Regions from separate parts of the Mus musculus genome. Here region 2 is linked to region 1. A link is a contact called in public Hi-C data. All regions are on one chromosome and are shown on one strand. Each heading gives the region's core, a stretch centred on a gene start, on an enhancer-like site or on the middle of the called end of the contact. The rest is flanking DNA. Distances are from core to core; before and after follow the strand shown.

Region 1 (5,902 bases), core at 1,646-4,145:
GACCCTCAACCAAGGATGAAATCTCATAATGGCACGTTTTAAGAACCCATCCTGTTATGCCTCACATGTCTGAAAAAAGTTGCTGTCAAATGTTGCCATTGTAGTATAGACCACATTAGCTGATCAATACTGCAAGCTCTTTGATCTCTGAAATGTTCATGAAGGCACCATATCCATGTTTTAAAACAGAGAACCAGACTTCAGAGAAACTGTGTCGCTTGTACAAGGTAAAACATCAAGGAAATAGATTTAGTCTTTTTTTTAAAAAATATAAATATGTGTGATTCTAAAGTAACTCCCTCTCATAAAGACTATGCTGCATTTCCCACTCTTACATCTTCTGCATCTACAGAAGTTAAGTGGTGTCTCATTTTACAGTTAGTGCTGGATGGCTGTCAGATAGAATAAAACAAAATGCCTTTCTGATGAAAAAAATACAGTATATTTTAAAAGCTATTTGTAAAAGAGTAGTATATTAATTAAAACTTTAAAAAATTCAAATAAGATTGGAATATGAATGATGGTAAAATATAAAAGAATTAACTTTGAAGCTGTTAAGGAAAAACAACAAGAACTATGGAGATTGCACGCTTGGTATAATGCTTGCTATGAAAGCATAAAGATATAAGTTCAATCCACAAACCTGCATAGAACAATCAGGCATGTGCTACTGACATGGCTCAGTGTATAAAGACACTTGCTGTGCAAGCTTGAGGACATAAGTGCAATTCTCTAAACCCAAGTAAGAAGAAAGGAGAGCCCCAATTCTGTGAAATGTTCTCTGAGCCCACACACGTTGTGGGATGTTTACCTACTCACACACTACACAGAAACACAGAAAGCACACATAGACAGATAGGCAGACAGACAGACAGACATCATTGATTTAGAAAGCTTCTGTAGTAGAAGTAACAATCATGTAATAAATCTTTTGAAGAATTTTTAGATGGTATACTGTCTGGTTTTGTGTGTCAACTTGACACAAGCTAGTCTCATCAGAGAGGAAGGAGCCTCAGTTGAGGAAATGCTTCTATGAGATCAAGCTTTAAGGAGTTTTCTCAATTAATGATCAGTGGGGTTGGGGAGCAGCCTAAACGTGTCTGGTGCCATCCCTGGGCTGGTGATCCTGGACTCTCTAAGAAAGCAGGATGAGCAAGCCATGAGGAGCAAGCCAGTAAACAGCACTCCTCCATGGCCTTGGTATCAGTTCCTGCCTCTAGGATCCTGCTCTGCTTGGGTTCCTGTCCTGACTTCCTTCCATGGTGAACAGTGACATGGAAGAATAAGCTGAATAAACCCGGACTCCCCAACTTGCTTTTTGGTCACAGTGTTTCATCACAGCAATAGTATCCCTAACTAAGACAGATGGGTATGAGAAACTTTCAGATAGGAAAGTTAATTACCATTTGGGATGAAGTCAAAGCATGCTATGGTGTAATAGAGAATTTCATTGATACTTGATCTTTGGATTTTCCAAGTATAGGAAAATCTTCATCATTCATTCAGAGTCTCTAGGCTCACATCTGAATATACATTAAGCCAAGAGATTGACTCAAGATGAGGGACACCCACTGGAAATGCCAACAATGATTAGAGAGTGAACTCAATCACAAGGCCAGTTTTCAGTCTGCCTATGTAGGAAAACCCCCCACTCTGATAATCAACTCAGTAGAGTTTGCCAGCTGATCAAATCATGATGTACCAGGAAGATAATAAACACCAGTTCCACGTGCAGATGGCAGAGAAGCCTTGCATTAGGAACTCTGCCTGCCTTACCCTCTGTGTAATCTCCTTTGGCTGGCTCTGATTTCTGATATATTTCCATCGTTTCTTGATTTTGTTTTTAGTTTAGGGACTCTTAGCAAGTTCTATTTTTAGGGTTTTTAAAAATTATTTTCTGAGATAGGGTCTCACATTACAGGTTAGGCTGGCTTCAAACTCTTAGGGTCTTGCTACCTTGCTTTTAAGTACTGGAGTTACAGGCATGAGGCACTGTGCTTTTCTTATATCCTTTATAGTAATGCATGTTAGAATATGAGAGTGTGCAAGTCTTTTATGCAGAGTAGCACAGCATTTGCATTTGGCCAGAGAACCTCCCCCTGTGTATTTCTTAAAAGTACTTGTGGGTTATTTAATACCCAATGCAATGCAAACCCCATATTAATAGGTACAATGCACCGCTTAGAGAATGATGACAACAATAAAAATATAACACTACAGATGCATTTTTTTTCTTTCTTCAGATTTATCAATGTGCTGCTTTTGGTTGAATCTAAGCATGCAGAACCCACACACATAGAGAGATTGTGTAAACTTTCACTAGCTGGTGGTGGGCAATACCTAAGAGAAGAACTCCTGTGTCAAAGGATTTTGCTTACCAATGGACAAAATCACTCACACACACACACACACACACACACACACACACACACACACACATGCTCACAATAACACACACACCTGAATTTCCAATGAGCCAGATTTTAGAGGACCAGACACAATCTTATTCCATGGGGGCTTCTCGGCATCTGGCCTTGTTTAAAGGGCATGTGAGAAGAATTATCATTTCTTTAATACCATCTGGCCTTGACCTTTCCCACAAGTCTGGTCATGAAGAGATTTCCCATGGAATTCTGCTCTGGATATTATATACATCTGACTTCTTGGAAAAGCCAAGAAATCATCAGAGAAACAAGAATACCCCAAGGACACAGAGATGCACTGAACTGAACTGTCACACATTCCTCACAACAACATAATACAGGAGAACAGAGTGGACTCTCTGGGATAACAGTCAGAAATTGGGGGAAAATTTTGGCTCTCTTAGCATAGGCAGCTTCACTCCCCCAAGGAGCCTTGCTTTTCTTAGCCCACAGTGGATTTAAAGTTATGGCCTGAGTGGCTATTCCCAGCTCAGTTGATTTCTCATGAGCCATATATATTCACATGTCCCAGACAAGATCATTTTGGTTTTCAGCACTTGAAGTTCTGGGAAGAGAGAGAGCTAAATTATGTGAGAGCACTCCCAGTCGGGGGTGGGAGTGCACATAGACATAGTTGTTCTAGCAGCAATAAAACTGGGGTAATAAAGGGAATTGAAGGTTCAGGGGGTTTGAGGCCTCAGATATTGTGTTCAATTAATTATTATAGAGTGGCCAGAGCATCGATTCCAGCTGAAGCATAGCGCAGCTGGGTCTGGCTCATCAGATAAGGCAGTTGTTTCTGAGGTTACCCATGAAGATGAACGGCCTTCGAAGCTCTTGTTTTCTTAGGAAAGAGTTTTTATCACTGTGGAGAACATAACAAACCTTCATAAGTTTGTCTCAGCACAAAGGTGAGTACAAGATCCCTCGCCTACTCAGTTTTGTCACAAGTGGCTCGTACATTTTCTAACAAATGCAGCACTGGGGGAGACTTCCTGCCAGAACTAGTGAATGAGCTCAGAACATGGCATAGAAAAGCCAGAGTATCAGAAATTGATAAGATATTCTCAATAAAGTAAATACTGATGCCAAGTCCAAGAGGCACTTTCTTCAGACTCTTCCAACTGTGGATTGTCTTTCTTTTGATCATTTGGATTATGAAATCTATGTGAAACAGAGGTACATCTAAGCCATTGTTAAAGCATAGCTGTTAGATTTTCTTCAGTGACTCTACACCCATTCTCATCTACAAAATAAATGTAACCATGTTCACATTGTTACGGAAGTTTGGTATAAGTATTAACAGATAAATGGACCCATCCATTTGTCACCAGAAAGATGGGTGGCAGGACTCTCTGCATGACTCTGGAGTGCCACAATTAAAGGGGCTTAGGTTCTTAAATAAAATGGTGTCTAATTTGCATATAATAACTATAATTGTCCCATATTCTTTAAATATTTGTAGAGTATTAATTATTACCAGTATATGTAAATATAAACAGATGCCCATACAGTATTGCCTAGAAGCTAACAACAAGGTGGAAGGATCACCATGATAGGTACAACTGTCTTCCAAGCAGTTTTGATGGGCACTGATTGAAACCATGCACCTAGAATCTGTAGATACAGAGGTCATCTATGCGTATAAAACTCAATGAACGTTAGCTTAACCATAGAAGAGTATTTGCAAAGGGCAATGGTCTGCTGTTCCTTACTTCCTTTTTGGGATGTGGGCAAGATGTAGATAAAGGAATTTGTTTTGTAAACTGCAATGTTGCCCTTGGCAACTTTACTGTAACTTGTGAACAGTGTGTTTTTGTTCTCAGAGCAGGTCAAGAGTAATAGATATTGACCTTCTTGCTCCATGCTCTCATTCTATGGTCACAATTCTCAAACAGAATCTGAATCAGGAGCAGCTAGGACAAGAAGACTGATTTTTTTTTCTTTCTAATTTTCACTACCGTTAACAATAGCTGTGGCAAGCCTGATGATGGTGTTGTAAGCAAGGAATGGAAGCATTCATGCTGGTTAGACCACAGTGCACACGAGAATAAGGCCAGGCTTTGGTCCCTTAATAAACTTTCTCAGGCTATCCTGGTGTAGCTCAGCAGGGCCTCTCCAGCCTTACAGCCAAATGGGTCTTAATAACTACAGTTTCATCTTGAATGTGCACCAAAGGCCCATTTGTTGAAGGCTTGGTCTCGGGCTTCTGGCAATAATGGGAAGCAATGAAATCTTTAGGAAACAGGAATAGTAGAGAAAGTTAGGCCGTTGTGAGTGCACTTGACAGAATTATTGGGATCCTAGCTCCTCCTATTATGGTGCACTGTGTTACTGTAGCCCTAAAGCAAGAGGGCCAAATAGTCAGAGACAGAAAGCCCTGAAACCATGAGCCCAAACAAGATGTTTCTCTTTTTAGGTTGATTATGTCAAATATTCTGTTGCAGTTGTGGAAAGCTGAGTATAATATTACTCACAATCCATCAGAAATTTTGGCATGTGCATGTGCATGTGCGTGCGTGTGTGTGTGTGTGTGTGTGTGTGTGTGTGTGTACTCACATATGTTCATAGAAGACACAGTATTAGATAGTATTAGATGTCAATTTCCCAGAAGACTGTACTTCAACTTTAGCTTGCATCAAATTACCCAGAGGACTTGGTGAAACAGATCTGCTTTATGGGTCCCACTCTGAGGGTGTGGGTAGGGCAGGGCTGTGAAGGTCTATGCTCCCAATGGTGAGGTTTCTGTTAGTGTACCACACAGCTTGAAGACCTTTTTCCTGAAACTATTTGTGTTTAAGTATGGGAGCTTGAATCCAGGATATTTGTAAGTCTTTGCAGCTACCTTTATGGTGGATAAAGTAGAAATTTTAGAATTGAAAAATGTTATAAACAAAATACAATGTTCAGCAGTTGGACTCAAAGGAAAAATGGAGTGACTAGAGAAAAATAAACTCAGTGAATTAGAAGACAAAATAGAAATTAGCCTAGACAAGGAGAGAAAACAGAAAACTACTGGACAAAAGATTTCAGGACACATAAGACTGCTTAGAAAAAAATATGAACTTCTGGAGTCCAGAGAAAGGAAGAAATGGATAAGGTGAAAATGTGGTAAGAAGTACTGATTATAAAGTTCTCTGGTCTTAACAGCATACACTCTTACTTTAGTATGTTTTCCCTAGGAAACAGCCTTGAAGTTTCTTTCTATTACAAGGTTTCTCTGATTATGTCACACAACAAGCCCACATTTGTTTAAAGTCTTGTCAGAATGATACGTTCTAGCTTATAGCGTTAACCAGTTATATTTCTACTTAAAACACTCACATGTAGAAAGTGTCCATGTGGAGCTTGCCGTTTGCTTACTAGTTTGACAGTTTTAACTCAGTTGTAGACATTTACATCTAACATTGCTTCGATATAACTTGTTTTGAATCTACCAGCTTGCTATCTGAGACCTATTACCCATGTATTATTTTCTT
Region 2 (6,126 bases), core at 933-3,432, 700 kb before region 1:
GCCCAACAGCAGGGCTTTATGTTGTCCCAAAATGATGCTACAATGGTACCAAATGGCCTGGTCGGTAAGCTCTGAACTTGCTCCATGCAGTAAGGAGCTCCCATCCTGATATGGTGGGAGATATTAGTCTCCCTTTCCCTATTCACTTTTGAAACTTCAGTTCCACAGTAAAACTAATATGGAATGAATGGAATTACAAACGGTGTCAGCTTGTGAACTAAGTCCTATTTCATTTTGGTTATGTAATATTGGGACTCAGATAATGCTCAGTCACTGGTGGGAGAATGCTTCTCCCTGAAGATGTTCGAACCTTGGCCAGGACATTCTGAAAAACAAACACCTCTGCACCATACTGGGATACTGGTTTTGTTTTAACTTTTTAAAAAAAAACGAGCTTTGAAAGTCAGCTGTATGATCACAAAAATGTAAGACTGAACCCTGAAACCGAATGTTAGAGACCTTGAGTCAAACCAGAGTCCCAGGCATTCATCCTGTTGCTCTACCTATTACATAGCTCCTACTTGCAAACATCCCAGATGTAGTGTTGTATACAAAAATCTCTCACCTGCAAAGAGTAAGGACCAAGTTGGATTTCCCTATCCAATTTGCAATTCTTGTAGGGCCAGGTTCTTCCACAGTGCAGGTATATGGTTTCTCAGAAAGAGTCAGTCTCTGAATGCAGTGCAAGAAGTAACCCAGACTCACCCATTTTGCTCAAACACTTGAAAAATAAAAATACCTTCTTAATCCCTCAGAAAATAAGGCACTGATTTGAAAGGCTTTTTTTTTTTTTCGACATAAGATGTTGCATGTAATGTCCCTTGTTATATTCCATTCAATTAAATCCTGGTGGGTGATTTTGGCAGAGCAGTTAGCCACACATCAGATGACAACTCACTTACTGTTGCTCGGCACCCCATGACCATTAATTTCCAATGACTAACTTGTAATTAAAATCTTTGTGTTTATTTGTTTATAGCCGGGGCTGAACATCTATTTACATTTAATTAACACTGTTTAAAGCCTATAAATGCAGCGACTTTAATGATCCATCCTAGCTATGCTGCTTTAGTTTTTCCTGACTTGTAAAACTCACACACAGATCTGCAAGTGAATTACATCCATCTGCTCCCCCGCAGCTGCAACCGGGCTACGTTAGAGAGCCATTTCCCCCTACCCCCCCTCTTTGCTTGGCTTCCAGCTCTAAGTATTTTTGTTTCAGAGCCGACCCAAAGACTGCACCGACGGGAGCCAGCCCTTTTCTCCTGAGGAGTTCCCGGACTTAGTCTTCAGAAATGATTAAAAGCCACTCTTGCTCCATCCCAAATCGACGCAATCTACCTTCCACAAATTCGGTTAACAAAGCGTTTCCGACTCTGCCGGCTTAGAAGAATCTTTTCTTATTGAGAAGAACGCAACAGTTTAAAGTGAACTCTTTAATGGTGAGAGCTAAAATCAACGCTTTCTTGGCCTTGCCCATCCTTGATGAGCAGTCTACACCTACTCTTCTGCGCCTATAACGGGAACCTCAAGGCACCCGGGCTCCCGAAGACAGTATCTTCGTTACACCTTCAAAAGCAACGCAGGAGAAGCATTAGCGCTACAAAGACAGCCGAGCCAGAGCTATGTGCACTGTTATCTGTCAGTCGTACAATAGCAGCATTGATGGAACGGCGAGGACCGGCTTTGACAAGTGTGCTGGGCTAGCATTACATTCCATTCCAAACTACGGCGAGAGAGAGAGAGAGAGAGAGAGAGAGAGAGAGAGAGAGAGAGAGAGAGAGAGAGAGAAGGAGAGGAGAGGAGAGGAGAGGAGAGGAGAGGAGAGGAGAGGAGAGGAGAGGAGAGGAGAGGAGAGGAGAGGAGAGGAGAGGAGAGGAGGAGAGGGAGAGGAGAGAGAGAATTGATTTGGTGTCTTTTACTTTACCTGAAAATACTGCGTTTCTTGTGGCTGCTGCAAATGAATTCCTCCTCCTCTTTCCCAAAGCCAAGTACTTGGATTTGCCTGCAACTCTCACTTGGAGAAGACCACACAGCTCCAGCAGGGCAGCCTTCCTTCTCTTAATCCCCACTCGAATGTGATGACACACACTAACCCCAACCATCTGTTGAAACACGTCCTCAAGCACTCAGCACAGTGCTGTGTCAAGACAGGCTGCCCAATCCAATTGCTGGGGCTGAGAGTCTCTTACGGATTGGAGGCGGAGGGCTGGGCAGGGACGGGGAGGTCGGAGAACTCCCCAGCCAAGTAACCTGAGATTTTCGGAGAGAAAGAACTGCTACAAAAGGAGGAGTGGGAGGTGCGGCGGGGAAGGTAGAGCGAATGAATTATTCTGGTGGCCAGTTGTGCGTTACTTTTCACAAGTCTCTGTGCTCCTGGGTGGGTGGAGGGGGTTCTCGGTGGGATGCCCAGGAACACTAAAAATCTTTTACAGCTAATCTATTGAGGGCAATGTCCTCAGCAAGCCGCTCCCCCCATCACCCCACGGGAGATAAAAGATTCTTCTTGTCATGCTGATAAAGTGTTAAATGTGGGAGTAGTTTGCACTGAAATGTGACATCTACATTTTGAAATCTAAACTCCTGCCTCCCTTTGATTGGGGGCGGCCGCCTCAAACATTCCTGAAAGGGCTTGGGGGGTGGTGTCGCAGCTTTGAGCCGAAACTTCTTTTTCTCACTGGGCTCTTCACGTGTCTCTCAGGCTAAACCAGAGAGACGGTCAATGAAAACCATTTCACTCTACTTCTCCAAAGCAACTCATGCTTTCCTAGATAAAGGTGGCTTTTAATCACTTTCTACACCCACAGCCATCTCGGTATTACAGCTCCTGGTACTAGAAGGCTACACTCTGCCAGTAATTGTTTTTATTGGTTTCTAGTTAATTGTGCTTATTACATCCGCGTAACTCAAGCGTCTCATTAATAATTTTGCTTTGAAATATTTTCAGTTTGGGGTTGTTTAAATACATCCTTCTTGTGTACTTTTTTCAAAATGCAGTTTTCTGAATTGTATTTATAAAAGTATTTACATTAATAACCTGATTCAGAAAAGTGTTAGATTTTTTTTACATATAAGAAGATATTGAGAAATAAATTCATTACTTAAAAAAAATCTTATTCTTTCAAAAATTCCATGAGACATCCAAGGAATTTGGATAATCTTAAAGAGTAAAGAGGAATTTTAAATACCATCTACTGCCTAACTGTGCCTGTTGGAAGCTAACATTTAACTATTACACCTTTTGAGGTTTGTGGTGAGAAAACCAATCATTTATGGGGTGGGGGAGGGTGGGGGAGGGTGGGGGAGGGTGGGGGAGGGTGGGGGAGGGGGTTAAACTTCCCTAAAGCCTAAAAGATCCAGATTACCGATAGGTAGCTGTGTTTGGCATATCAATGTCATGAAAATAATTTTTTCAGTTACAAGCAGCATTGGCTGATTGGCTTTCTTGTTGTTGTTGTCTCGCAAGGTTCTGTGATGTTATATAAGGATGCTTACAGTTGCTTCTGGTGCAAGTTTCCAAAGCACAGAGGACAGGAGAGGGTTTCTGTGAAGTGATCTCTCTCCCACGGGGTCATCAGGAGGAGGCAAGGAGAGTAGGATGGGGAGGTGGGAGCTTTGACTTCGTTTGCTTATTATCTTCCCAGAGTGATTATGAGGTGTCTGCTTTACTATGTATCACAAGTTCACTAAGCTACCCCTGACTCCTGAGCACCCACATCCAGAAACAAGCAACACAGACATTGTCAACAATGCAATTGGCAGGACAGGCCTAAGGCTTCCCTGGGGACCATAAAAATTTAATAGTGCCAATTACTGTCGAGCAATTTTATTCTGTCTTGTTTTTGGAGGAGTGGGTAATAGTTAATCCACCAGACCTCAGTCTGGAACTCTGCATTGCCTCAACTGTGTAGATGGAAAAGACCCCGGAGACATTATTAAGCCAGTTTGCAATCTCTTAAACTGTAAGTTGAGTTACAAAAGTAAAACTTAAGAAACTGTAAAGGTGTTAAATCAATATGTTTCATCCACCCTGTGCCTGTAACTTCCCTTCATGGGACATTTCCCTGGGGGTCGTCTCTGACTTACATTATTGTTTGAAACGCTTTTCAATGCGAACGTTTCAGTCTACACTCCACTGTAGACCTTTTCATTAAATTTCAGCTATTACTTCTCTTTTCTTGATCATTTCACCCATTCGTCCCATTTAAAACTTGTTTTAAAGTGAAAATTACAAGGCTGCTACAGACCCTGGTCCATGCTTGTCTTGTGTTCTGCATAGTGGCAGGGCGTGCCATCTTTCAGGTGGACTGTAAAACTAGTCCACAAAGATGCATTTTTTTTCCTTGTTCTGAAATGTTGTTGATGGGGAAAATCAGCTCAAGTCCAAGCCTGAGGCTGGTGCTGCAGGCTACGTCCTGGCTCCCCTCCCTCTGCAGCCTGCCTCCCTGCCTCCCTGCCTCCCTGCCTCCCTGCCTCCCTGCCTCCCTGCCTCCCTGCCTCCCTGCCTCCCTGCTCTGCTGTGTCGGTTTAGAAGTTAAGAAGTTTCCATTACTTTCCTTGCTTTCGCCTTGCCATCTGCAAACAGTTTATTTTTTTAAGGGAAAAGGAGTGAAGTTGAATCTGCCTTGAAAGATCTAAACTTAAAATACATTGTATTTTAAAACGATGATATCCAGCATTGTAAAGTCAGACGGGGCAGGATGGAGGAGCTCTTTGCAGAATGAATTGCTTCATCCTAGAAACTGAGGCAGGACGCTCCTAAAATGAAAGATTAATAGGTAACGGTGATATTGAAGAATGGCCCCTCCTATTCTGTTCCCACAGTTAAAATGTCCCTTTACTTATTAGCTCCAATTAGTTTCCATGGTAACCGACCAGCCCTTGTAAACCCAGCACTCCTAGCTTCACTCATCTTTGTCTAGACGGGGCTCTCCACCCTTCTTCCTCCACAGATGGTAGTTTAGCTGAGTCTGTATCTATAGCCATATCTCTCACACACATGCAATTGGCACATGAGGGCCCACACTCACTTTTTTGCTAGCACAATGGTGGCCAAGGGAGAAGGGAAGTGGCTTTTAATCCCTCGGCTTCAGCAAATGCGTCTGCTGCTGCATTAATGTTTGCCTCCTTTGCTTATTGTTTCTTCCCCTTCTTGTTCCATTATCAGCTGTTTGCTGCTCATAATTTCTTTTCAGGGAAACCAATACAGTATAATAAAAACCTCATTAAACAGAAACACCTATCAGAAAGCCCTACACTACCCCTTTTTGTTGAAAGAACCATTAAAGCAAAAAAGAAAAACCACTTGTTTGTCATGCTTCAGAAAAAGAGAACAAAGCCAGCATGAAGGTTTACCAAGGGGAGGGGAGGGGAGAGGAGGGAAGGGGAGGAGAGGGGAGGGAAGGGGAGGAGAGGGGAGGGGCCTGGTATGAGGATTTGGTACACTCAAAGCATCCTGTGTCTTTTCCCCTGATGATGCCACTTGGCCAAGAATACCAACCCAGTAATCAGGGAGGCTGAGAGAGATGGCCCGAGTGTAGAGGGAGGTGACATCTGTGGAGCAGTTCAGCTCAGAGACAGTGCTGCAGGTGAACCATGCAGCTATAGTCTAAAGAATCAGGTTGTGTGATGGGGCTGGGGGGTGGGTGTTGGTTAAGGAGAAGGAAAAGGCCTCCCAACAATGCTTCCAATTGTGACAACTCAGCAAGCCAGGGATATTCCCAATTTATGTTTACTTGACTTCTTTAGACATAGCTCAATTAGTAAAAAAGTAAGCCTAACTTTTCATTAAGAGATATGGAGAGATGGTTCAGCAGTAAGAGCACTGGCTGCTCTCGCAGAGGACCCGGATCCAGTTCCCAGCACCCCTTTGGTGGCATCCAACTTCATGAAACTCTGATTTCAACGGATCTGATTCGTCTTTCTGGCCTCACCAGCACCAGACACACATGTGGTGCACTTACATACATACAGGCAAATTATTCATAGACATAAAATTATATGAATAAAATAATTAATAGTGTGTGTGTTTGTGTGTGTATTTGTGCCTGAATGCCTGAGAGTATGAAGGTCAGAGGGCAATTTTGTAGACTAGATTCTGTCCTTCCTTTTCCAAGAGTCAGACTC

What was found. Hi-C and Micro-C count contacts between places; a contact is called where the count stands out from the background.
Region 2: a Hi-C map of uterus shows a contact between it and region 1, with 5 times the contacts expected there. The contact joins the promoter of Sulf1 here to the enhancer-like site in region 1. A contact is called at or near these places in 4 of 484 Hi-C or Micro-C datasets (cerebral cortex and uterus) and 2 of 115 datasets of contacts at active chromatin or transcription factors (craniofacial prominence and embryonic stem cells).

The regions. Positions count from the first base shown.
Region 1 is chr1:11,993,579-11,999,480 of GRCm38.p6, reverse strand. No RefSeq gene overlaps it. Among named protein-coding and RNA genes, the nearest start is that of Gm30898, 18 kb to the right of the region's middle. Within about 2 kb of position 2,895, at least 10 of the 459 cell types and tissues checked have an H3K27ac peak or open chromatin away from gene starts, as enhancers often do. A contact at or near this core is called in uterus, where this site is marked.
Region 2 is chr1:12,688,486-12,694,611 of GRCm38.p6, reverse strand. It overlaps Sulf1 (sulfatase 1), which reads right to left and starts at 2,182. Exons shown (of 22, transcript NM_001198565.1): 1 at 1,928-2,182.